Linked DNA regions of Zea mays: regions 1 and 2 are each linked to region 3. Evidence: chromatin contacts called from public Hi-C data. All regions are on one chromosome and are shown on one strand. Each heading gives the region's core, a stretch centred on a gene start, on an enhancer-like site or on the middle of the called end of the contact. The rest is flanking DNA. Distances are from core to core; before and after follow the strand shown.

Region 1 (4,974 bases), core at 532-3,031, 130 kb after region 3:
GTGGCGCACACCGGACAGTGCACAGTGCTGTCCGATGGCGCACCGAACTGTCCGGTGCGCCCATCGCCAGTAGCCTTGGCCAACAGCTACAAGGTGGTTGGGGGCTATAAATACCCCCCAACCACCACAATCTTTGGCATCCAAGTTTTTCTGAAGATCACATGCAATACAAGAGCTAGAGCATTCACTCCAAGACATATTTCCAAAGATTAAACCCTCTCCAAGTCTCGAATTCATCTCAACCACTTAGTGACTTGAGAGAGAGTGTGTTCGTGTTCATTTGCGCTCTTGTTGCTTGGATTGCCTTTCTTCCTTCCTCACTTCTTTTCTAAGTGCTTGTAAGCAAAGCAAGAGAGACCTAAGAGTGTGGTGGTACTTGCGGGGTCTTAGTGACCCGTGTGATTAAGGGAAAGACTCACTCGATCTAGGTGACTGTTTGAGAGAGGGAAATGGTTGAAATAGACCCGGTCTTTGTGACCTCCTCAACAGGGACTAGGTTCTTTGGAACCGAACCTCGGTAAAACAAATCATCGTGTTCACTCGTCTTGATTCTTATTTGATTTGTTTTCCCCTCTTTAGCGTTTCCTTGCTAGTGTGAATTTGAGTTGGCTCCCATACGTTATCCGCAATCCGTGAGCAACTCCTAGCAAGAGAGATATTCTTTTGGACTTGAATTTAATTCTAACGCTAACCTCGGCTTGTAGTGTGTGTTTAAAGTTATAAATTTCAGGTTTCGCCTATTCACCCCTCTAGGCGACTTTTAGAATCTCTCCACCCCGACGGGGTTCCTCCCGGAAGGCAAGATCTAGGTCTGCTGTAAAGAAGACCCTTTGCGCCATCGCGGAACGTCCGAGCCACAGGCGCGGACCGTCCAGACGTACGCAGAGGAGGAGTCGCTCCCGCGCTAGGTTACGGACCGTCCGGCCCTGTGCTGCGGACCGTCCGCGCCTCCGCATAGAGCACCGCTAGGCGGTCAGTTCCAGTGTCTGGCGCCCGTATCGGCACCAACACCTAACACGTCAGGAAGCCACATGGAGCGTAACGCTCCCATATAGTACCACCTTACTAGCTGAAGGAGTAAGAGCGACCCTGTGTGCAATAAGAAAATGGATCGGCCTCCTTTTCAACTCGTACTTTTATCGTACTTTTGGCTAAGATAAGGTGTTTTTGTCGGTTTAATATCTGATATGTGGATATTACACTTTAATATTAAATTTATTTTTATGAATATTAAATATGATTATACGCCGTCGCAACGAGTATTGTACTAGTTATAATTATCTATTGTCATAGTAAAACTGGTATAGATCTTTATTAAATCTTAAATATGTCACTGGTTATGTCTAAAACGACGTTTACGGTTAGCTTCTCGTTTCTCCTCTTCTTACTTCCGTCTCAGTATTTAACATGTTTACAGCTCTATTATTATATTTTCTCCAATCATCTCCGAAAACACTGGAGCAAGTAGATGTCGCTGTACACACTCGAATAAAAAAAAATGGGACAGCTTTGCCGGCAGGCGGTACCGTTGGCGTGATAGTCTGACGCTGCAAAGCCGCCGAGGAGAGCCCTACTCGCCCAAGTGTGCCGCGTCACCTCTAGCGCTGCTGGGAACGCCAGCCACACAGTGCCCGTGGTCCGCGGCAGCCTACTCCGGTCCGGTACTTGTCACCCAACTCCCGCAGTCCCACCCACACCGATCGCGGGGCCGATCGAGTCTGGTCCGCGGCAGCCTACTCCGGTCCGGTACTTGTCACCCAACTCCCGCAGTCCCACCCACACCGATCGCGGGGCCGATCGAGTCTGCTGAAGCCTCGCCTCGCCTCGCAGAAGAAGCAGCGTGAGTAAAAAACCCGCAGGGTGCAGACGAAAACCTCGTCCGTTTCCGTCGTCTTCCTCCTCCCTCCGTCTCCCTTCACCCGGCCTCGGTGGGTCCGCTCCCCAGCCACGCGCCGCTCTCTTATTTAACCCCGGCCCCGGCCTCCGCTCCGCCACTCGCGCACCCATCACACCCCCTAACCACTCCACCTCCCTCAGCAGCCCTCACGGCCACTACCCACTGCGGCTGTACCACCTGTACGGCTGCACTGTCCGTCGATCGGCTTTGCACCACACGTCCGCGCGCTCGCTCCGTCGGTGTCGGTAGCCATGGCGCTGGCGGGGACGGGGGTGTTCGCGGAGATCCTGGACAGCGAGGTGTACAGGTACTACGCCGACGGGGAGTGGCGCAGCTCCGCCTCCGGCAAGTCCGTCGCCATCGTCAACCCCACCACCCGCAAGACGCAGTACAGGGTGCAAGGTGCGGGCTCTCGCCTCTGCCTCTGTTCTCCCTTCCTTAGCGTGCGCCCCTATGGGCACCAAGGGCCTCGGGAGCGACTGCTAGTGCTGTCCCCTTGTCCGGGGGAAAAATACGCTTATTACTTTGTTTGAGTACTCGATCACAATCCACGTGTGTTAAAGGTGGATTGTGGTGTAATTGTGGTGTTAAGGTAAAAACTTAGAAGTGCCACCAATTAATGCCTACCTGCGCTATCACTTTCCTTAATTATGCTGACCGTCCCTGACAATGCCTCTTGACTAGCGCCCCCAAATAGTCTCGCTTTTGATGCTTATAATTTCACTAGCCCAAATTTAACCACTCTCCAAGAATATTTCTCCAACTAACCATCTCTCGAAGTCGAAGTGATCGAAGTCCGTAGGCCTTTTGCTAGTGATAGATTCAGTGCTTGCAGTGGACTGCAAAAGGGGAACGACTTACTTTTCTGACGGTCCGGATCCCCTGTGTGTCCAGCATGCACGCAGGAGGAGGTGAACAAGGCGATGGACGCGGCCAAGGTCGCGCAGAAGGCATGGGCCCGGACGCCGCTGTGGAAGCGTGCGGAGCTCCTCCACAAGGCGGCCGCGATCCTCAAGGAGCACAAGGCCCCCATCGCCGAGTGCCTTGTCAAGGAGATAGCCAAGCCGGCCAAGGATGCCGTTTCTGAGGTCACTAGCAGCTGAAGTCATTCCTGTTAGAGTGTTTTGCTTTGGTTCTTCAGTTGGGCTTAACGGACAAAATGTCTTGTTGCGTTTTCATAGGTTGTCCGGTCTGGGGATTTGGTGTCGTACACAGCTGAGGAGGGTGTGCGGATACTCGGGGAGGGCAAGCTGCTTGTTTCGGATAGCTTCCCTGGTAATGAACGAAACAAGTACTGTCTGAGCTCCAAGGTATATCTACGTTGCAGTACTCGTGTTTGCTGTATATGCTCCACTGATTTTTCACTGCAACATTGTTTGTGTATCGTAACTTATCCAGAAATGCTGATAGAAATAAGCTAGTTGAACGTCTACGACATTAATTGATGGACCACTCCATCCTGACTAATGGAGGATGAAATGATAGAAGTTGGAGGATGGGCAATTAAGTTTAAAATTCATCTATAAGGATAGGCCATAAAATAGGCAGCTCCTTATCTCTCAGTTTTTTTTTTTTGACATGCAGAGGAGTATGGACCATTTATGCTGTTGGCATGTCTTGCTGTTTCCTTTTGCTTTGTTTTGCCTTTTCTTTTCTGATGTCATTGCCATGCTGTGACTGCTCAGGTTGCGTATTTCTATGATTCTGTCCTAGTATAAACTATTGCTCAGTTGTCCATTGTATTTTTCATGCGCTAATGATATTGTGTCTGGATCAAACTCAACAAGGGCATGGATCTGCCTGACTCGACTGTTCCTATGCCAAATTGGCTGGAATTGGCCAGGTGCAACCATAACTCGAAGAAAGCATAGCATCCAACCAGCGAGGCTTAGGGTCTGTTGGTTGGGCTGTGGCTGCGAAAAAAGCTGTCGTGGGCTGTGAGTTGTGAAAAAAACTGTTGTGACTGTGAACTGCTAAAAAACTAAAAACTGTTCGATGGAAACCACTAAAAGCCGCTGAATATATATATTTTCACAGTTCCATCTGAAAGCTGCTAAAAGCAGGTCTAGATGTGCTTTTAGTTTTGCACTACGAGAAAGTCGGCTTTTAGAAAATGCTGCTTTCTGTATCTTGTCCTTTGGCTTGACTTTTGGCTTTTAGGGGGCAGAAGCTAAAGCCAAAAGTCAAACCAAACACACCCTTAGTGTTATGCCTCAAGCTAGGATTCTGGTGAATTCTGAAAAATGGTTGGTTGCTGCTAATTTGCAAAATCTTGTCTTGGATATGATCATTCAATAGCATTGTATTGTTGTATATATTTGCTAGTCCCGCGGAAGTAAATAAACCAGTTAGGGTCTGTTATCTCTTTGGTAGCAAGGTTTATTTACAATTTCAATACGATACTATGGTATTTGAGAATACTGTAGTATTTTGGAATGGAACAAAAGGTGTTTGGTTGAACTTTATAAAAGACTGTTTTGAATACCACAGTATAGCCAAAACTGCACTGTTTTTTGGAGTATTGATACTGCAATCTAGACTGAAGTTTTCTAAAACATGGTATTATTGTCACATACAAGTGTAGATCATGATATTCTAAAACCATAGTATCCAAAAAAACTGGTAGCAAACAGGGCATGTGTTGAGCTGTTTTCCCGCTCAGTGTACTCTCTGTACTATCACAATCATTGAGGTTGTTGCTTTATGAATGGATCTTTTCACCTTTACTTTCTAAACCAACTAGGATGATCCTAGTACCACTTTATGTCTTAGGTGTTTTGAAATTAGGTTCGTCCTATCGAGCAGTCTACATGCAGATGGCAGGAAAAAGTTCCATTATGTTTGTTAGAATGTAACTCCAAACACCATACATTTAGTTATGAACTCAAACACTAAACGTTCAGTTATGGGCTAAAAAACCATAGCGCTTCTGCCAAACATAGGTTTAATGATACTAAGTTGTATTAGCAACCAATATTCACGCATGCTGTAGCATGTAGAAATATGTATTTCAGACAATACTAAGTTGCCATTGGTGTTTCTCTGAACAATATTGGGTCACCCAAATTTATCGGCCC
Region 2 (4,651 bases), core at 285-2,784, 210 kb before region 3:
GTACGCGAGTTTCTGATCTTGGCACGTACATGGTTCGCATTCGGTTTGCCTTTCAAAACCGGGTGTGACAGACATTTACCATGTCCATGTTGATTGAACTCTAACGTGGCTAGCGTGTGGCGTACCACATGTACAAAAAATAGATTATTTATTTAAACTTTTCTAATGTAACAATAATGTTGGTCACTTGTTCTCAAATGTTGTGAATCAAGAACAAGGCAACACAATTGTTAAAGATTAAGAACCTTCGTCCTTCGAAACATTATCTCCTTTCGAATATAACGATCTTTGGATGAAGGTCATGAAGGACACACCTTCATCATTCATAAGAATAATAGTTCATAGAGACAATATATGTTGTTCATTCATTCATTCATATATTTATTTTATGATATACATATGAACATTAACAAAAATTTATATTATGTTGATACTTTCGGCTTGTTTGAAGGTGCCAATGCGAGAGCAATTACAATCCAGCGTGAACAGTACGGGGTACTGTTCATCTATTTATAGGCAACCACAATGGTTCATACGCTATTACATTTATGCCCTCAACGATTACATACAGAGTTTACAAAATATCACAAGGTAACATCACCATTTGTATTTAATAACTTGAGCAACACCTCCTTGCATTGTCTCATTGCTTCGTCGTGACGAAGCTTGCTTGATGAAGCGTGCTTCGTTATACTTCTCTTTCGTTATACCGAAGCCACGTTGTCTACCTGTTTCACCGTGACGAAGCTTGTCAGACGAAGTTTATTTCGCTCCTCTTGTGTTATTCCGAAGCTTTTCTGATGATGAAACTTCTGTAATATTCAGTAGTACGCTGAAAGCAAATGGTTAGTCGTGTTTTTGAGAACCTTCGGAAGAGGAAGGCCCCCAACAAATAATATAATAAGCCGTTTGGATTTATTCATTTTGTAGGAATTAAAGTTTACTTAATAAAGTAGTCTATTTGGCATTTTGGCTTGGAATTTAACATTCCATCACTTTCTAAAGCTCAGATATAAACTTATCTTTAATTTATGGGGTGTAGTATGAGAAATGATTGATCATTTATATATCAACGGAATATGTTTCTACTCTGCAATTTATAAAACACTCTTCGGCTCACTCCTCTATAGTAAAAATATAGCAAATAAATATCTCTCACATATTGCTAATAATAGTATATAAATATATTTCAAAAGAATTCATATTAGCTTAAATGTTTTTTTGTCTTAATTATTATTATTAGAATATAATTCAATTCCAAGGATCAAACGGCTAAGGGTAACGGTAGGAGTTATAATCGGAGAGGTAGCGTTTTTTAAAAATAATAACCAGTTAAATTTCCTGAATTTTAGCGAGGGACTTAGGAGGACGGCCCTGAAATTTACGTTAGGCTACAGCCCAACTCTTCTTATGTTCTCTAGTAGAGAGAAAAGCAGCCCAACTCTTCTGCTCTCAATAGAGAGAAAAGCGGCCCAACTTTGTGCGGCCCGCTACACCACTGACTGGCATTCGGCTCGGCGACTCCGAACGCAACGCCGATCGTGCGCCTCCTCCCTCACCGCGCGCCGCCGTCGCTGCCATCGGTTCCTTTCAACCGGTGGATCACCCCGCTTTCCATAACCGTTTATCCTTGGTTGTGCTCAGCGTCTGGTTCCGCCATTGGTCCCATGGCTGCCCCGCGCGCCGCGGCGGCGTCGGCGAAGCAGGTGACGAGGCAGAACTTTGCGGAGGCCGTGCTGGAGCTGAGGGCCCACCTGGAGGCATGCGACTACGTGGCCGTGGCGGCGCAGAAGACCGGTGCCCCGACGGGATGGCGCCGCGCGTTGCCGGTGGACACTGCGGAAACGGCGTATCTCAAGGCCAAGCTCGCCGCAGAGTCCTTTCAGCCACTCCAGATCGCCGTCTGCCCCTTCAGGCAGCGCAACTCTTACCCGTCTACCCTCGTCGCCTACCCGTAAGGATTTCTCTCTCACTCGTCGTCCACATGAAACATTAACAATTGGCAAGGTGGTTTTGCTATTTGTTTGGGCAATGTTTGTGGACGTGTGGTGCATAAACCTATTGTTGCAGGCTCAGCTTGAGGAATTTCGTCAAACACCTTTTGTATCCATATATGGATGCTGCTGCTTTTTCAGATTGTAGTATGAAACTATGAAACATGAATATTGTAACATCGACATTTTCTGAAGTTTAGTTGGTCTGTAGCAGTTAACGAATACTCTCTGGTCACAAAAAACTGTTTAGGACAAGGTTTGGGCTAGGGATGAAAACGGTAATTATTCGGATATCAATTTTTTTGTCTTTTTTCTTTAATTGTGAATAAATAGAATATAGAATCAACTATGTAAATTCATATTATTGTTTTTATCATTGAGCTTGTAAAGATTCATAAAAATTAAACCACAAATTTATCATATATTTCTCTCAAATGATAGATATAAAATTTGGTATGGATTCGAATACAAATTTGGTTATTTTTTCACCGTTTTTGTTGTATGGGGAAAATAATGCATAAAACAATTTATGCAAAATTTTGTTCATATTTTTAATAATGTGCTTGATAACATAAGAAAAGATTAACATCAAATTTTATATATATCTATTTTAAAATATTAAATTTGTTCTAACAATTCGGATTACCACTTTCATCCCTAATTTGGGCAAAACTTAAAAACTACAAAACATCAATTACTATTACATTTTAGTTTTGAAACCTCTGGGTTAAATGTGTAAATTCATACTTGTTGGGTTCTGACACGTGGACCCAAGCACTCAAGCAGGTGAGAGAACAGTGCTCAACAAAACGGAAAGTGGGGGTGCTCAATGTCTTGTCAAGTGTGTCCCATCCGAGAGCTGGACAGGGTATTTCTAGGGTAACTATGGGGCTAGTGCCTAAAGTACATTTGTACCCTTAGTTACCTACTACATCCTTGGAATATACTATACAACGGGGTAATTATGAAATAATAGTAGCCTAGATCTAGTTACAGCAAGTGTTGTACCCACGGGTGTGACTGACGGGTGGGCCTGCCTTGCATGCAGAGGACCCACCAAGCCTCCGCTACCCATCTTAGCCTTCTAGTCCCAAGTCTTGGAGGCCTTCGTCTTAGAGGTCGCTCCGTCAGCCCGTCCTCTGATTTGATGCCGAGGGTAGACGATTACCTTTCGTTTCATCCGGGTCCTCACCTCGGTCTCCGCAGACCGCATCAGAGGAAAGACATGTTAGGGGCGAAGCCCTCGAGGTCTTCGATCTCTTGAGCCCGAAGCCCCAACTGTGGATCTAGCCTTCATTGCCCACAGACCCTGACTAGGATCAGTGGACCCTTCGTGCCTTCGTTGCCCGCAGACCCCGACTGGGATCAGCTGACCCATCGCGCCATAGGAGGGGGACTTCGCATACACGGCGAAGTCCTTGTTCTTGGACTTGTCCATATTGTGTTGATGTCGTGCATTCATAGACAAGGTTAGTGTGCGGTTAGAGTGGGATGATCGAGATCTAGTTCGGCCTTCGTCCCAACGATACTCAAAATACTTGCAAGTCTCTTAGAATTTGAAGGATTTTGAAAACGTTTTCTTAAAGAACGTAGTGGTCAAAGATACACATCAAATGCTGTGCAAAGTCAAATGTGTATAGTATTTTTGACTGGAGGTAGTACATCCATATTATGTCTGAAGAGGTTTAGCTAGATTTGCTATGTGAGAAACTGCTATGCATGGGAGTTGACTTGAGGCCACTAGATTGTGTCCTTTGCTATTTTTTCGTACAATCATATTTTCCTTGTTTCCTGAGAACAGATTCCAGGATGACCAATCATATTTTTTGGTACAATCATATTTTCCTTCTTCATATGGTTTCTTATAGTTTGATGAACAGATGACCAATCGACCTTTTCACTTGATAACATTGATGTATATTTTCTTACTTCAGCCTTATCATTTTTATTTTGTCATCACTGATTCTGTGTGCCTGTGGGTGCTTTGGTTATGCAGGTACAATTTTCACTTATTTCCTAGAGATGAACTACAGCTCGGAATGCCTTCATACAGTTTCTCTTGTCAACCATGTTATTTATCAACTATAGCTAATGATGGTTTTGATTTCAATATGTGCATATATGATGGTGAGTAGTAAGATATGGTGCCAAAACAACTACACCTTCTGTTCGTATTAAGGATTCAATAAAGTCAAACTTCATAAAGTTTGAGCAACAATTATTCAAAATATACACATGGTTTTTAGATAAAAATTGTATCACTAGATTCAAATATCTGTTAATAAGGTCTTTTGTAGCAATTGGTGATTTATTGTAAGAATAATTGGTGGTCAAAGACAAGTACACTTATATTCTAGAGATTCTCCAATTTCAAATATGCCTTATAAAAACAAACTGAGGTAGTAGTAAGGTTGTTTGATATACAAAGGAATAATTTTTGGTTGATTATATTGGCAGGTATTTCTTATCTATCAAGGGTTCAAGAATCCTTAGCAAGGGAAAAGATCTTTACTCCTCGTCCTCACCAATTGTTGTCATCACCAAACACATCAGTTGCTGACTCAGTTTTCATGAATAGAATAAAGTCTAGGATAGTGAACTGGCGAAAAAGATATGCTGACCCAAGTAAAAAACATGATGGTAGTAATACTTTGAGT
Region 3 (4,998 bases), core at 2,387-4,886:
CCGGATTTGGAGCAGTCCTGCACCAAGGCGATGGTGCCATAGCCTTCTTCAGCAGGCTGGTGTCCCTTCATCACCAAAAATTGCCAGCATATGAGCGCGGGAGTTGATTGGATTGGTAAAGGCAGTTCGACACTGGCGGCCATATGTCCGGGGCCGACCCTTTACAGTCCGCACTGACCACTACAGCTTAAAATTCTTGCTCAATCAGCGGCTGTCAACAATCCCTCAGCATACTTGGGCCAGCAAACTGTTTGGGTATGATATAACAGTGGAATACAGGCCCAGCAAGTTGAATGGCGCAGCAGATGCATTGTCTCGCCGAGAGGAAGATAAATGAACTGTGTATACCCTTTCTTCCCCTTCCTTTGATCTCTTCTCTACTTTGCAAACGGAGGCTGACTCGGACCCTCAAGTGGTTGCAGTCCACGCTCAGCTGGCAGAGGGAAAAGCAAGTCCTAACTGGACAATGGCAGATGGCTTACTACGGTTCAAAAGCAAGGTATTCATCCCGGATGCATCCACTTTGTGGCCTCAACTTCTTGCCCAAGCACATGAGTCTGGTCATGAAGGCGTGCAGAAGACAGCCCACAGGTGGCGCACATCATTTTACAATTCTAAAGCTCTCCAACGTGTCAGGGAGTTTGTGCGCAGCTGTGCAGTTTGCCAACAACATAAGACTCAGCATCTTCACCCAGCCGGCCTACTTCAACCCTTGCCAATTCCCTCTATGGTGGGCTGATATATCAATGGACTTTATTGAAGGATTTCCAAAGGTTGGTGGCAAGTCAGTAGTTCTAACAGTGGTGGATTGGTTCTCTAAGTATGGTCATTTTATTACTTTAGGTCATCCATATTCAGCAGCATCAGTGGCAAAGGCCTTCTTTGACGAAATTGTCAAACTTCATGGTTTGCCATGCTCGATAGTCAATGATCGGGACACAATTTTCACTAGCCAGTTCTGGACTGAACTATTTACCATGGCTGGAGTGAAGTTACAAATGAGCTCAGCATTCCACCCACAAACCGATGGTCAGTCAGAAGTTGTTAACAGAATAATCACCATGTATCTGCGCTGTCTAGCTGGGGACCGTCCTAAATCATGGCTGAAATGGTTACCATGGGCAGAATTTTGCTATAATTCATCATATCAATCGGCACTGAAATGTTCTCCATTCAAAGTTGTCTACGGACGGGAGCCTAAATCAGGTTCTGCACCGCAACCGCTGGCTTGAGTTGGTTCAATAGTTTTAACAGGTTCTGCATAGAGGATGATGACAACACGAGTCGAGGCAGCGGGGATGGGGGCACTAGCATCCACATCACTATGCTGGACGGTGTCATAAACGTGAAGTCACTCTTCACCCTCGCCACCATCCTGGCCCTAGTGTGGTGGTCCTCCTCTGACGAGCCCAGGCTCCCTGATGGTGCTGCTGACTACACGGGCAACCCCTACGCCACGGCAAGTCCGACCTCGTCTCCTTCCATGTATGGGTCTTCACCTCTGTAGCCTCATTGCACTATCTGAAGCAGCTCGTCCGTTAGAGCTACAGTCACAAAGCCAGTTTTGACAGAAACCTAACCCAACCCGTGTATAAGATAGTGGATCTAATCGTTCATGGATTGGTACGGGTCGGTCACCGTGTTCAGTGAAACAATAAACAGGGTAACAGACCAACATATATGCCTTTTTTCTCGGTTGAAGTGAAAAGTCAAATTGTCCAAGTGTCTGACTGTCTGCGCTAAAGACATAATATACATGGGATGCTTTCAGCGAAGAATATGGAGTAAATTGATAGTGGGGATCATTTGGCTTTGTTCTAGACCAAAATACATCTTTTCTGTGCATCTATAGAAATGCAAATTGGTACATATGCCTTGAATTTCCTTCTTGAAAATGACATCACTATATCACAGCAAAAATGTAACAGCTTCATTTTAATTGAAATATAAGAGGTGGTATGGGACTATCCTATTATATACGTGCACTATCATATCCTTGTTTATCCAGAAAAGTATATTACAGACCAAGTTGCTACATGTGTGAACCTGGACCTGGATAGTGAAGGACATAAACATTCCATCTAATAATATTTCAAGATTTCATGCTTGATCCTAATTTGACATGATTTGACACAAAACTGCATCATGTAGTCAGAGACATTAAAAGGTCCACGGCAATTTCAAGAGAATATCGTAGGTCGTTTTTCCACTGCATCAGGTAGGTCGTTTTTCCTTTTCTAGGTACACAACTTTTGCTATGCAGCTAGATATATGCTATGTCTAAATAAATTGTCAAAACTATGTATCTACAGAAGATAATACAACATATAGTTTGAAATGGAGAAAGAAAATTTTTATCTTACAATCTAACTTCAATTGTTCAAATAATATACAGGATTTTAATTGTTAATTGATGTTACAACATGGGAGATTGATATCAAACTAACCTCAAGGTTACCAGACAACGGTGAAGCGTGCAGGTGACTGTGCAACCACCTCCGTGTCCTCATGTGTTGCAACCTGATGATGCCACCAGTTTCGATGGCATCACCTTGCTTAGACGATGAATCTGGAGTGGGCCTTATGATCTGCATTCAATCAGACCTAGATCTTAAGAAACATTGAACGCCGGCTCATTGGTTAGCTGGCTATTTGAATTGAAAATTATATATGGACCAAACTATCACTGCTGTAGCGAATCAGAAAATTTAAAAAAAATCAGATTCGCAATAAGACCCAAGTTGCTTGGGACTAAAAGGCTTTGTTGTTGTTGTTGTCTTATTCGCAATAAGAACTTTTTTCTGCGCATGTTTACTTGTTTCATCAAAGAACTACCAGTACTGCTGACCTGCCATTACATATTTTTCAGAGAAATCCTATGTTCTTGCTCATCCCAATATATATTAGCTCTCTCTTGACAAACAATAGCAATGTTTGCACGCTAAATTCAAACAAACTGATCAAAGTACTGCGTTCTGAACAAGAATGCACTGAACACTAAACTCAATTCAATGCTACCATCTGAACTCTAAAATAATAACGAGTAAACAGGACACATTTATTTTATGAACCGGTAAGGGTCAGATCATGAGAAGGACACGCACCCAGTAGCTATTTGAGTCATCGCCTTCAGGAAACCCGGTGACAGACTGCTGACCGCTGCCTGAGCCGTAGGGCACATCGTGCGAGTGCAGACGGTGCTTCGTCTTCTCGTGCATCAGCTTGATCACACTACCGTAGGCCACCTGCAAGCAGATCTAGATCAGAATCGCACCCAAACCCATAACCCTCCACCGTAGATCTTAAGGTCCTGGTCCAGATGCGCACCTCGGTGCCCTCCACCTCGACGGGAGCCGCTGCGCCCCCATCGATCCCCCCGGAGCCAGAGCCAACCAAGAACGCCACGGCGAGCACGAGCAGCGACGCGGCCATCACGACGGCAAGCGCGCGGCGCGACCTCGGTGGAGTGGAGGAGGAGGACGACGAGGAGGAAGCGTCGGCCTTGCCTTTGCTCTTGGCGGCCGGGGCGGGGGCGGGGGCCGGCGGTGCCGTGGCCTCGGACGGTGACCGCACGGCGCGCGCGCGGGGGATTCGCGGGTCGGTCTAGTGCGTCGGTTCGTGCGGCGTAAACTGAGGGGAGGCTCTCGGCGATTTCGGGCGAGGTACATGACAGGCCGTTGCTTCCGCGCAAGACTTGGAGTTGGAGAGGGCCCGGGTCCCTGGCTCCACCTCCACGTGTAGCTAGCGAACGGGGAGATGCCGCGTGTCCCCAACGCGTCACGAATGTGAGGCTGCGCCGTAGGATGCAGGATGTGCGGTGTAGATTTGTTGCGAGGGAGACCGTTGAACTAACGGGCCGTGAACTTTTGGGCTGTTGGGCCAGAAGGCAAATCGTCTTGGTCTCCTATCCCCTGTGTGTCACCACCATTGCAGGCCGAATTGGATTGGGCTGGTTGGTATGGACTGGGGGCGAGAGGGGCCATGGTAGTAGTGTGCGCAAACCAGGTTGTGCCATGGTTGTTGTAACGCTCATCAAAAGTTAATCAGTAGTAGTACACGTTAAAAGTGCTGCAGCGAGATTGGTCAAGTGCAGGACACACAATGTACTACTACTGGAGTACTAGATTTTTTGGTATGCAAAGAGGGCAGAGGGAATCGTGCAAATACCGTGGCTCCCAAGAATCCGCATAGCCAGGGCCAGGGGCGGCACACTGGTTGTCTCTGCCGCAGGTTTAGCACAGCAATTTGGCAGGCAAGGACACAACAAGATCAAACACACAAGATCAGGATGACAGGGCCAGCCGTAGGACAAAAACCGGTGGCATTCTGTTCCATGACCGCGGCTGCCTCCAACAGTTGTCCGACATTGTTTAAAAAAACAATTGTCCGACATGTCTGTCTGTCAGTCAACCCTGGCGGATCACATTTCACACTATCCAGCGGGTGAAGACGTGTAGTGTACGTGCCAAAAGCCACGGGCACCAGCCCGACAGTTGCACCCAAAATTTCGTACTAGTTCGGTAGATGAAGCGTCCGATCACTCCGGCCAATCCACCAGAGTCCAGACCACTCGACAAACTTGGAGTGTTTGGTTTGAGAAATGATATAGTCCATCATTTTTTCACTCCTCACTTTTTTGTTTGGTTTGTGGAATAGAGTGAGTTAATCCATCACCACCTCATTCCTCATAGTTAGTTGTTTAGTACTAATATGTAGAATGGAGTCATCCCACCAAATTTGAGGAATGGACCTATGATGCACCACTTCATTTTGGATAGAGTGATTCATCAAACCAAACACCTCATTTATAGCCTGATTCGCTTCTCGTTTTCCCTGGTAAACCAAAGGTGCTCTAGCGGATCGTATCTGTCGGGTGCTGATACCCGAAATAGGCCCATGACCTTTTTAGAAACGGTACGAATACCGACTAGATACTCGCCGAGCAACTCTGCGAGGCGGAGTGTCCGACTAGATCTCTACTGAGCAACCTTGTGAGGC

Evidence for each region. A called contact is a pair of places that touch in the nucleus more often than the background predicts.
Region 1: a contact with region 3 is called in a Hi-C map of leaf, with 8 times the contacts expected there. The contact joins the promoter of LOC542583 here to the promoter of LOC100284622 in region 3. A contact is called at or near these places in 18 of 25 Hi-C or Micro-C datasets (bundle sheath, ear, endosperm and 5 more).
Region 2: a Hi-C map of endosperm shows a contact between it and region 3, with 4 times the contacts expected there. The contact joins the promoter of LOC100383807 here to the promoter of LOC100284622 in region 3. A contact is called at or near these places in 5 of 25 Hi-C or Micro-C datasets (endosperm, leaf, root tip and 1 more).

The regions. Positions count from the first base shown.
Region 1 is chr4:87,420,618-87,425,591 of Zm-B73-REFERENCE-NAM-5.0, reverse strand. LOC542583 (glyceraldehyde-3-phosphate deHaseN1) reads left to right here and starts at 1,781. Exons shown (of 9, transcript NM_001112119.2): 1 at 1,781-2,299; 2 at 2,792-2,985; 3 at 3,079-3,207. The coding sequence starts at 2,149. It overlaps LOC103653482 (a long non-coding RNA gene), which reads right to left and starts at 3,139. Exons shown (of 2, transcript XR_565513.3): 1 at 2,759-3,139.
Region 2 is chr4:87,765,905-87,770,555 of Zm-B73-REFERENCE-NAM-5.0, reverse strand. It overlaps LOC100383807, which reads left to right and starts at 1,534. Exons shown (of 8, transcript NM_001362147.1): 1 at 1,534-1,954; 2 at 3,991-4,121; 3 at 4,452-4,634. The coding sequence starts at 1,668.
Region 3 is chr4:87,556,263-87,561,260 of Zm-B73-REFERENCE-NAM-5.0, reverse strand. LOC100284622 reads right to left here and starts at 3,636. Exons shown (of 6, transcript NM_001157517.1): 1 at 3,328-3,636; 2 at 3,105-3,245; 3 at 2,448-2,588. The coding sequence starts at 3,432.